2 separate regions of the Bos taurus genome follow, and region 2 is linked to region 1. Evidence: chromatin contacts called from public Hi-C data. All regions are on one chromosome and are shown on one strand. The core of a region is the stretch at or near the end of the contact, and the rest is flanking DNA. Distances in the headings are between cores, read along the strand shown.

Region 1 (5,320 bases), core at 885-3,384:
TAGGCTGGAAAAATTAAAAACATTATTTTGTGGCTGGCTCCCCCTCCTCCTAGCACAGTTTAGGAGGCATGAGAAAAAGGAAGAGAATATGGGAAAGAAAAATGGAAGCCAACGGAAGAGGAAAGAGTAGGGAAAGAAAGAAAACAGAAGCAATGAGAGGAGCCGAGGGATCCTGACACCAGGAGTCTGTCCCTGTGTCAGTCTGGGGCCAGCAGAGACTTCCCTCTACCTGCCTCCACCACACCTTTCCCAAAAGGCAGGTCGGAGTAGCCCTGCACCCTCGTTCCCTTCTCCAGGAGCTTGAGGACATTATTAGAAACTGTGCATCAGGAAAAGAAACAAAACCCAACACCAGGATGTCTTTTTGTCCAACAGAGGGATATAGAGAGGCAGAGAGGAGGAAAAAGGGCAAGTGAAGGGAGTGGGGCAAGGAGGAGAGAATAGTGCAGCAGGAGGGCAGGTCTCACCCCCTCCTTGGCCACCAGCAGCTGCTTCTCGGCATTTTGCTTCTTGATATTGTAGTACTGCACCTCCACCTCATGGGTCAGCTGCAGCCACTTCTGAAGGGCCTCTGGAGCATACCATGAGCTATGCGATTCCAGCTCCTTCTCTGCTTTCCTCAAGGCCTCCCGTACCTGTGAGGCAAGAGGATATGAGTCCTTACTATTACCAAGGCCCTCTCCAATGCCTCCATATGATACATCAGCCTTCTTTTCTTCCATCTCATCTAAGCTTCACCACTCTCACAAGAGGGAGAAAGGGCAAGGATTATTTTCTGTATTTTATATATAAGAAACCAAGCTAGGAGAAGGAAAGTAACCTACTCAAGGTCAACATATTTAGAAGTGTCAACCAGAAGGCAAATCGAGACTTTTTTTCCTTTCTTTGATTTATTTATTTATTTATTGCTGCCAGACTAGAGGATTCTTTTCTCACCTATTAGTCACTTCTCCTGGTCATACAGCCAATCTCAGCAATTTTCCCTGCTCTCATGAGGTACAGGTTATCTCAGTGAATCCTCTTCTTTCTGAGAGCTGGGGTCTATTCTTGAACCCAAGCCTTCACAATGTGGCAAGAAAAGCACTTGGGTGGGAGTCTGGAAATCTGACCTGGTCCCTGGTCTGTCACTCAACTGGCTGTGTGACCATGTGCTTCCTAAAGCAGATCTCGCTCGGTGTAAGGTCTTATCCCAGGCAAACCCAAACCGTAAGCAAAGTGATGATGTCAGGAGACAGTGAGCTCCCTATCCTGAGAGGTATGGAAAAAGCTCATGTCAGAAAGACCTTCAAAATGATTGCTACTGCAGGGGGCAACTGGCCTGAACCCTCTCCAAAGACTCCTCTAGCCCAGAGACTTTGTGATTCCCTCACTGATTAGGGTGGGTAGGCTGTAATGGGCACTCTCTACAAGGCAAGAAAACAACAAGCAAGGTTATACCTAACATGGGTATTGCCAACAGAGGCCAAGATCAGAAAGGACCAATGTGTAAGCAGACATCTCCTCACTGACTTCTAAGCAAGGAGCATAAAATAAAGCAGACGGCCACAAAGCACTTAAATATGAAAGGTCTGGAAAGTACTGTACATACAGAACCCATTATCTATGCTGAATTCCTTCTATCTCATCCAGGCTACCAGTATAAACAATCCCCAGCTCCCCCATCTGAACACTGACTTTTCACTGTTCAGAATCCCAGAGAAAGGGGATTGAGAGCAGTCTAATGTCCAACTTTAGCCCATGGGGAAGTATCCCACAGCAGGTCTGGGGTCCTCCCCTGAGCCTAATATAGACCAGGAGGGCCTTAGCTAAGGACAAAACACCTTCATTCCTCTGAGAGCCCATGAGAGGACCAAGCTTCATTGGGTTTTTGTTCCTTGAAAAGGAAACTACAAAATAGCCCACTCCTGGCTTTATAGATTTAAAACGAGGAACAGACACCTTAGCGACTAATACACTGAGTCTGGAAATGTAGGATCAAGTTCTACATTAAAAACAGTTGAAGGATTGGGATCAGCTAAAGAGAGAATGGAGAGAGAAGAGAGAGCAAGTAGATGGAAGTATGACAGTTGGGGAGGCACATGAAAGGGCTGGTCAAACACACTCAAAAACTGTGTAATGAGAGAAACAGTTACAAAACAGGGAACACGGGGATCATGAGCATTTACTGCACTCTGGAGCTGTGCAAGAGAATAGGTAGCTAGGCCAAAGAGTGGAATAAAATATCCCATAATGTCACAATGCTTAGGAGACAAGGCATTGCAAGAAAGAAGGGATCTGACTCAAGCACACAGCCAGTCCCCTCCTCAAGAGAGCTGCAAAACTTGAAAGTTATGAGGAGTAGGAGGCCAAAGAGCTAACTTAAAAATGTCCAAGGGGCAGAAATAATCTCATAGTCATTCAGGACTGGGAAGAAATAAATTCACCAGATCTCAATAAAAAGTCAGGAAGCAGAATGCCTGAGGAAACAGGGACAAATGAGGCTTGGACCAACTCTTACTAAACTACAGCCCAGTTCTGACACATTTCAGTCTCTCATTGGCTTGAGATGACCAGATCCTTACCCAGCATACCTAACTAAACCCTATATCTGACAGAAGATGAAAATCAACTGTGGCCTTTATTATTCTTTATGCACACTATCCACCATGTACTAAATTACTAGACATGAGAATAGAACAGGCAAATAGAAGTAATAATCAAGAGGAAAAACAAGCAGTCCCACAAATGATCCAGATGTTAAGAGTTACCCGTCAAGGACTTTAAGACAGCTATGACTAAAATGTTAAAGAAAAATATGGGAAAATTCTAGACAGGGAACAGAATCAATAAAAGAGTAAAATGGGCATTCTAGAAAAATACATTACCTGAGAGTAGGATTCCACTGTATGAGCTAAATACCACAATGTTCTTGGCAAAATACAGGATTAGGGAACTCAAAGACAGATTAATATAAAATAACCAAACCAAAGCACAGAGGGAGGAAAAAAGAACAGAACTAAGCATAAGAGACACGTGGAATAGAGTTAAAAGGTCTAACATAAATACTGGATACCCAGAAGGAGAGAGAATGGAGCAGAAGCAACATGTAAACACTACAGTGAATGTGTATTCTGCGGCTGTGGGGTAAAACGCTCTACATGCAGCAATGAGGTCAAATTGATCAGTCATGTTTAAATTTTTATATCCTTACTGATACTTTTGGCTGCTTATTATTGGGAGGGGGATGCTAAAAATCTCTAACTTTGATTATGAAATTTGTCTATTAATCCTTTTAGTTTTTCTTAACTTTTGCTTTATATACACACACATACACACACACACACACACACACATATACACACACATATATTTTAAACTATATTATTAGGCGCATCCAAATTAAAGGTTGTTATATATTACTGTTTAATTCACATATTTATCTTACATGAAATGTCCATTTTTGTCTCTAGTAATACTTTTTTCTCTAAGTCTATTTTGTCTGACATTTACATAGCTACCCTTGCTTTATTTTCCTTAGTGTTTATTGTATATTAGTATCTTTTCTCATCTTTTTACTTTTAACCATTTTGTATCCTTATTTCTAAAGCATGTCTGTTGTAAACAGCATATACTTGGGTTTTGTTTTTTATCCAGTCTGACACTCTTTGCCTTTTAGTTGTTTTCTGTAGTCTGCTTACATCATCCAAGTTTCAACATATTTGAAAGGACTGGAACCTGTGGTCAAAGCACATGTTCTTTGAACACAGCAAAGTTAAACTGGAAATCAATGAGAAAGATAAACAGAAAAGTCCCCAAGTGTTTGACAATTAGGCAACACACTATTAAATAACCATGGGTCAAAAAGAAATCACAATGGAAGTTAGGAAATGTTTTTAACTGAATCCCAATTTCTTAAATTAGAAGATTCCCAAATAAAGTCATCAATAAATTTATGAAAAGGTATTCAATATTATTGGTCAATAGGAAAATTAAAATCACAACAAGATACTATTATATCTACATCATAATGTATAAAATGAAAATGCCTAAAAATACTCAGGCTATAGCTCAACTAGAACTCTCACACTATCACTAGTGGCAGTACAGATTGGTACAGTCATTTAGGAAAATCACCAATTTCTTAAAACTAAATATATGAATGCCCTGTTACATATTCAAAAGAAATAAGTGATGCCCACAAAGAAGTTTTAAAAGAAAACAAACTTGCAAACAATCCAAATGTCTATCAATAGGAGAATGGATAAATAATTTATAGTATATCCATATAAGGGATTAACACTCAGCAACAGAAATAAATTAATTATCACTACATGCAATAACATGGTTGCCTCTCACAGATATAATGTTCAATGAAAGAAACCAAACACAAAAGAACACATACTGTATAATGCTATTTACATGATGTTAAAAATCAGGTGAAACTAATCTGCTTTAGAGGTCACGACTGTAGTTACCTTTTGGGTGAAGTATTGACAGGGAGAAAGGGGAAGCAGAAGTGAGCCCTCTGAGTGCTTACGAGATTCTGTACCTTGACGTGGATGGTAGTTACACAGTACATGCATATGTAAAGTGTTCCAGCTGTATACTTATGATCTGTATATGTAAATACCTCAACTAAAAAGGGACAGAATAACATCAGCTAGTTATTCACTGTGCTTTCACAACCGCAGTGATCATTTTTGCAACTTTTCCACGACTCCTGGCCAGACCTTTGGCTCCTGCCCTTTGACCCCAGCCCCTCGGGACTGTAGACTCTCCTACCTGCTCCAACTCCTCCTCGGCATACTTCTGGCGGCTCCGCTCATTCTCCGTTCCCTCCCGCAGCTCCTTCAGCCTCTGGGCTTCCTGCTTGGCAAGGTTGATCTCATCGCGCAGCTTCTTCTCCAGGTGCACCTTTTCCACCTCCACCGTACGGTGCTCCTCCTGGGCTTTGTGCAGCCTGGAGACAATGTGGGGAGCTGGAGGAGGCCAGGCAAGGCAGTGCCCACCAACTAGCCACAGGGCATGGCATCCAAGAGGAAGATGAAGCCTCCAGCACTCAGAATATATTCTCCCTACTCTGCCACCTGCCTGGCCCTGGTGAGGCAGCTCAGGATCAGCAGAAACCATGTCATTACCCTACTTACTTGGACCATCATTCTGCTGCCAGTAACAAAGGCCAGTAACAAAAGCTTGTGAAGCCAAGGTTCCAGGGTATCTGAATCCTTCCTTCTAAGGTGTTGGGGAGACAGTGAAGGACAAGAGAGCCTGGAGCGCTGCAGTCCATGGGGTCGCAAACAGTCAGACATGACTTACTGATTGAACAACAACAAGATGTCTC
Region 2 (4,895 bases), core at 493-2,992, 190 kb after region 1:
TAGGGTGAAAAAGGAACATATTATTAGTTACAAACAGGGATGTCACTGGGACAGCAGAAATGCTCCTCAAGTCTTCTTCACAGTTTGACCTACATCGGCCTACTAGTCTTCCCCTTCACAGCCCAGTGAGAACCAAGCTTTCAGTTAGTTTCAGGGGCCAAGGAGACAATGTGTGGCGAAACAGGATCAATATGCAAGGAGGTCCTATCTTCAAAGCTACATCCTAGGTGCCATGCTTATACATAAGGCAACTTCTGGCCTCATTTGTAAGTTAACCCTTGAGGTACCTATAATCACACCCAGCCCAGTCAAGGAACTTAAAGGGGGATTACCTAAGAAAGGGTCTACCACCAAAGCCAGCCCCAGAATCCATCCATGAAACTTCCTGGCCACCATGACACTTCCTTTTCCTCCTTGTATCAATGGGTATTCACCGAGGCTACCCCTCACCTGAGCTTGCCCATCCGTAGAAAGAATCCAGCTATAAATTCTCCTTACTCTGCAGCCCACTGCTTTGGGCAGATCCCAGTGACAGTGTGAGAGACATGAGGGTAAAAAACTGGATTCCTTCTAAGCCTTGTATAAAACAACTGAATTTTAAAGGTGCTTTTTTTTTTTTCCTGCAACAGAGCACCAGGGCTCCTACTTTTTTGACAAGGCTCGATGAGTACACAGGAAAAAGCAGGACAGATCAAAAATATTGTGGAACTCCTACCATCATCAGTCAGAAGAAACAGAGTAAGTCAACAAGTGGTCCCAGGAATTATATCATGCCTATGTCAAGAAAAGTCCATTTAACTCCCTAGTGATAAACAGCATTCCATCTAAGGAACTGCTTTGATATTTCAAATGGGCACAGCTAGGAGACAGCAGATTACCTAAGGGCAGGGAGGAAATAGGGTTCCCACACTCACTGGAATAGCAAGGCACACCTCAACACTAACTTACAGAGTAATAAAGCTGGCTCAGTCCTGACTTTCCCTGCCCAGTCCAAGTAGCCTCAACCTCCCCTGTGCTGCCAAGTGCTGAAACTGGCCAAGAGCAATAGACTTATCATCTGCCCGGGCCATTATTCCAGACAAGTAGTCCTGAGACAGGGTCTTGACTCGCTGATCTGAAAGGCCAAGGTGCGCCAGAAGCAAACCGTCTTTCTCTGCCAACAAAAGACATCCTGAGAAGGGATGAAGAAAGTTGTTCAAAAGACATCAGCAATAGCTCCTGAACGGAAAGAACTCCCTGGACTCCTAAAAACTGGCAGTGTCATGAGTGGGTCCTCCATCAATCACAAGTGTAGAACCGACTGTTCAAACTTCCCCACTTGGGCAACTCAGTTCTTGCCCGTGGCAAGGCCTTACCTGCTGCAGTGGACTCCTCAGAATTGGCGCCGGAGCCGGTCGCCTTCTCGCTGTGGCTTTGGCTGAGGCTCTGGCCGTGATGCAGGAGGAGCCCCCAAAGGAGCCACAGGGCAAGACGAGCGCACACATCCATGACTCCAGGTCTCAGTCAACATGCGCCTGATGGAGACACCTCAGGATCTCAGAGGCAAAGTCGGGAGCCCGGTCCTGGAACCCCAGGCAAGATGCCCTCGAGGTGCCGCAGCTGTCCAGCCACCCGCGCGTCTGCCTCCTCCGACAGCCAAAGGTCAAGTGCTCCAAGTTTGGGAGCGGGAGGAAGGCCGGCGTCTCCGGCCCAACTGTGGGTCCGCTGGAGCTGCGACGGCCTGAGTGCCCTGTCAGCTCGAGCCGCTTCCGGAGAGTTTGGACAAGGTGGCCGCGGAGCCGCTGTCCGCTCCGCAGCCGGCTACACCCCTTGGGGAGTGGGTGAGCGGGCGGGACCTCCCGCGGGCACCGGAGTGGGGGAGGGAGAAAAAGGAGGAGAAGAAGGGGGCACCTGGCTTCGCCCCGCCGGGAATCCGCGAGCAGCGCAGGTTCGGGGAGGGCGTGCGACTTCGAGGCCCCCGCGGGAGCGGGTGGCTCGGGGATCCCAGGCCTCCAAGGCCGAGGTCAGCGATCCCGCCCAGTCCCGTGCCCCGGCCGGCGGTGCCCAGGTTCAGCAGGCGGACGCGCACGGGCCAGGCCCGGGATAGAGGCTCGCGGGCGTGCGGCGGGAGGCGCGGGGCGGGCCCGGGGCGGGCGGGGGCGTGCTCTCCCGCAGGCCCGCCCAGCGCCGCCCGGCCCCCAGCGAAGCCCGGGCCCGCCCCAGCGCCGGGCTTATCCCGGAATAACCTGTTGTAGGCAGCCGTCCGGCACCCACAGACCCCGGAGGGCTCTCCCGGCCAGCGCTAGTCTCCTCTAGGATCCCTCTCCCCAGCCAAGGGTCGGGTCCCAAGCCTCCCTTTGGCCCACTAGAGTCTCTCCCGTGCTAACCGCCCGCAAACGGACGGGCTGGCTGGCCCTGACACGCAAGTCGCTCAGGTAACCCAGGCCTGCGGCGGCGGCGACGATGATGACAGTAGCCCGGATCTCCGGGCCTCGGTGCCGATCCACTCGCCTCAGCTCTAGAGCCGGGCAGGGCAGAGGGCCTGGACACTACGACTGCCGCCGGGTACTGCCCGAGGCCACAACGACCCGGCCCGGTTCAGCCGGGGGCGCGTTCCCAGCCCCCTACTCCCGGCCGGCATCCCAGGCTCCGCCCCTCTCGCCGCGCCCCGCAGCCAATCGGCTTCCGCCTCTCTGCAGCTTAGGAACCCGCGCGCTTAGTCACCCCTGTGCAGCGGCCCCTGGTGGGCAAAGCTAGGTTATGCGGCCCGGATCGGAGCTCGCTGGGAGGCCCTGCCCCTTTGCAGAGGGCTGAGGAATTAGAGCGAGGACCCGCCCCGGGGGGAAACTCATTGGGGCCTGCTAGTGTTTTCAGAAGGAATGATGCCAGAAAACAAATCGAAGCGTCCAAACCTGTATAGGTAAAATGGCCCCACACATTCCTAAATGGCCAAAGGGCCCCATATCTGCCTTCCTGACCTGCTTCCCCCCACTCCTCCCGCCATCCAAGCTAAGTAGGATGCCCTCCCTTAACTCTCTCAGCCCGTTTTCCTACCCGTCCCCCTACCCCCTCCCCTCTGAGGTTTCTGCGGGTAGGGCCTGTGTAGGTTCCTCCCTGCATCTCATTCTCCCAGCTCTGTGTGTGGCTTGAGGGTGGTAGCGACTTGAGAACGAGTGCCCCTATAAAGAGGGAGAAGCGTCTGGGCCTCCCTCAACAGAGCCTGCACTTCCTGTTCTCTTCTCAAGTGTGCTGTCAGCAGATCTTTACTGAAACCTGCTCTGTGCCCTGCCCTGTCCTTGGCACCGGCGGCAGGAGAAGGGATTAGGCCCCGGCCCTACCCTGACCGTGCTAAGCCAGCTACCTGTTCTGAGCAAGCCCTCTGAAGATCGGGAACACGGATTTGCCCAACAGCTGCCGGGCTTAAGAGTTAGGCTGTTAATATAAAAATACACCTCCGACGTCATCTACTACCACTCTCCCCACTCTCTTATTAAACTTCGGTAACACTGGTCTTAAGTTCCTCAAGCACATGGAATCTCAGCCACCTCCCAGCCCTCGTAGCTACTGTGGCTTCTACCTAAAACACTCTCTTCCCCTCCAGGGCCCCCCCATCAACTCCCTCACAAGGCTGACTTCTCATTCTTCCAGATACAATTCAAGGGACTTCCCTGGTGGTCCAGCAGCTGAGTCTCTGCACTCCCAAGGCAGGGGAGTAATCCCTGGTGAGGGAACTAGATTCCACATTCTGCAATTTAAAGATCCTGCATGCTTCGACAAAGATGGGATATCCCACGTGCTGCATCCAAGACCCAGCACAGGCAAATAAATGAATAAATATATATTTTTTGAAAGATACAGTTTAAGATCTTCTCCTCAGAAACTTCTACTCAACCACCTCAAGTCCAGAATTGGACCATATACATATCTGTCTTCCACCACCCCACTGGATTATGACTTTTCAGACGTTAGGGCCTGTGCTTTATTCATCTCTGGGAAATGGCCATCCAGTCACAGGCCCTATATGTAGTAAGTGCTCACAAAAGCTAGTTGACATAAGTTAATTCATTTGATTGTACAAATATTTATTAACAACTGTATGTTGGAAAACTGGCCCTAACAGAAGATAAGCCCCTGATAAACTCATAGCCTTAAACTCAAACAGCAAAGTGGGAAAATAGCTAATCTTATTGACAGAAGTAGATGAGAGCAATAGGGAGTGGTAGGGACTGGGGCACCCTGGGGGCAGGCAGGAAGGTGGACTCAGTATTGCTGGATCATCTTTAAGAGAAGATGGAAGTCTGGACTTTTAAATGATATAGCCCCTTTATCAACAAGGACCTACTGTATAGCACAGGGAACTCTATTCAACATTCTATAACAACCGGCTCAATGGTAAAGAATCTGCCCGTCAATGCAGGAGATTCAAGTTGGATCCCTGGGTGGGGAACATTCTCTGGAGTAGGAAATGGCAACTCACTCCAGTATTCCTGCCTGGAGAAGCCCATGGACAGAGGAGCCTGGCAGGCTACAGTCCATGGGATCACAAAGAGTCGGACACAACTGAGTCACAAATACACATGCTCTAGAGCCCAAAATTGCAATTACTGAGCCCGCCCTAGAGCCCAGGCTCAGCAACAAGAGAAGCCACTGCAATGAGAAGCCTGCGTACTGCAACTAGAGAGTAGCCCCCACTCTCTACAACTAGAAAAAAGCCTGCGCAGTAACGAAGACCCAGCACAGTCAAAAATAAATTTTTTAAATTATTTTTAAAATTTATAAAAAAATATTCTGTAATAACCTTTATGGGAAAAGAATCTCTAAAAGAACGGATATATGTATATGTACAACTGAACAAAGTGTATATTTGCTGTACACCTGAAATGAACACAACATTGTAAGTCAGTTATACACCAATA

Evidence for each region. A called contact is a pair of places that touch in the nucleus more often than the background predicts.
Region 2: a Hi-C map of liver shows a contact between it and region 1, with 6 times the contacts expected there. The contact joins the promoter of STIM1 here to the enhancer-like site in region 1. A contact is called at or near these places in 6 of 11 Hi-C or Micro-C datasets (blastocyst, blood, liver and 2 more).

The regions. Positions count from the first base shown.
Region 1 is chr15:51,022,582-51,027,901 of ARS-UCD2.0, forward strand. It overlaps STIM1 (stromal interaction molecule 1), which reads right to left. Exons shown (of 12, transcript NM_001035409.1): 7 at 4,762-4,939; 8 at 468-635. Among named protein-coding and RNA genes, the nearest start is that of RRM1, 15 kb to the left of the region's middle. Within about 2 kb of position 2,135, at least 2 of the 102 cell types and tissues checked have an H3K27ac peak or open chromatin away from gene starts, as enhancers often do. A contact at or near this core is called in liver, where this site is marked.
Region 2 is chr15:51,214,884-51,219,778 of ARS-UCD2.0, forward strand. It overlaps STIM1 (stromal interaction molecule 1), which reads right to left and starts at 1,743. Exons shown (of 12, transcript NM_001035409.1): 1 at 1,356-1,743. The coding sequence starts at 1,488.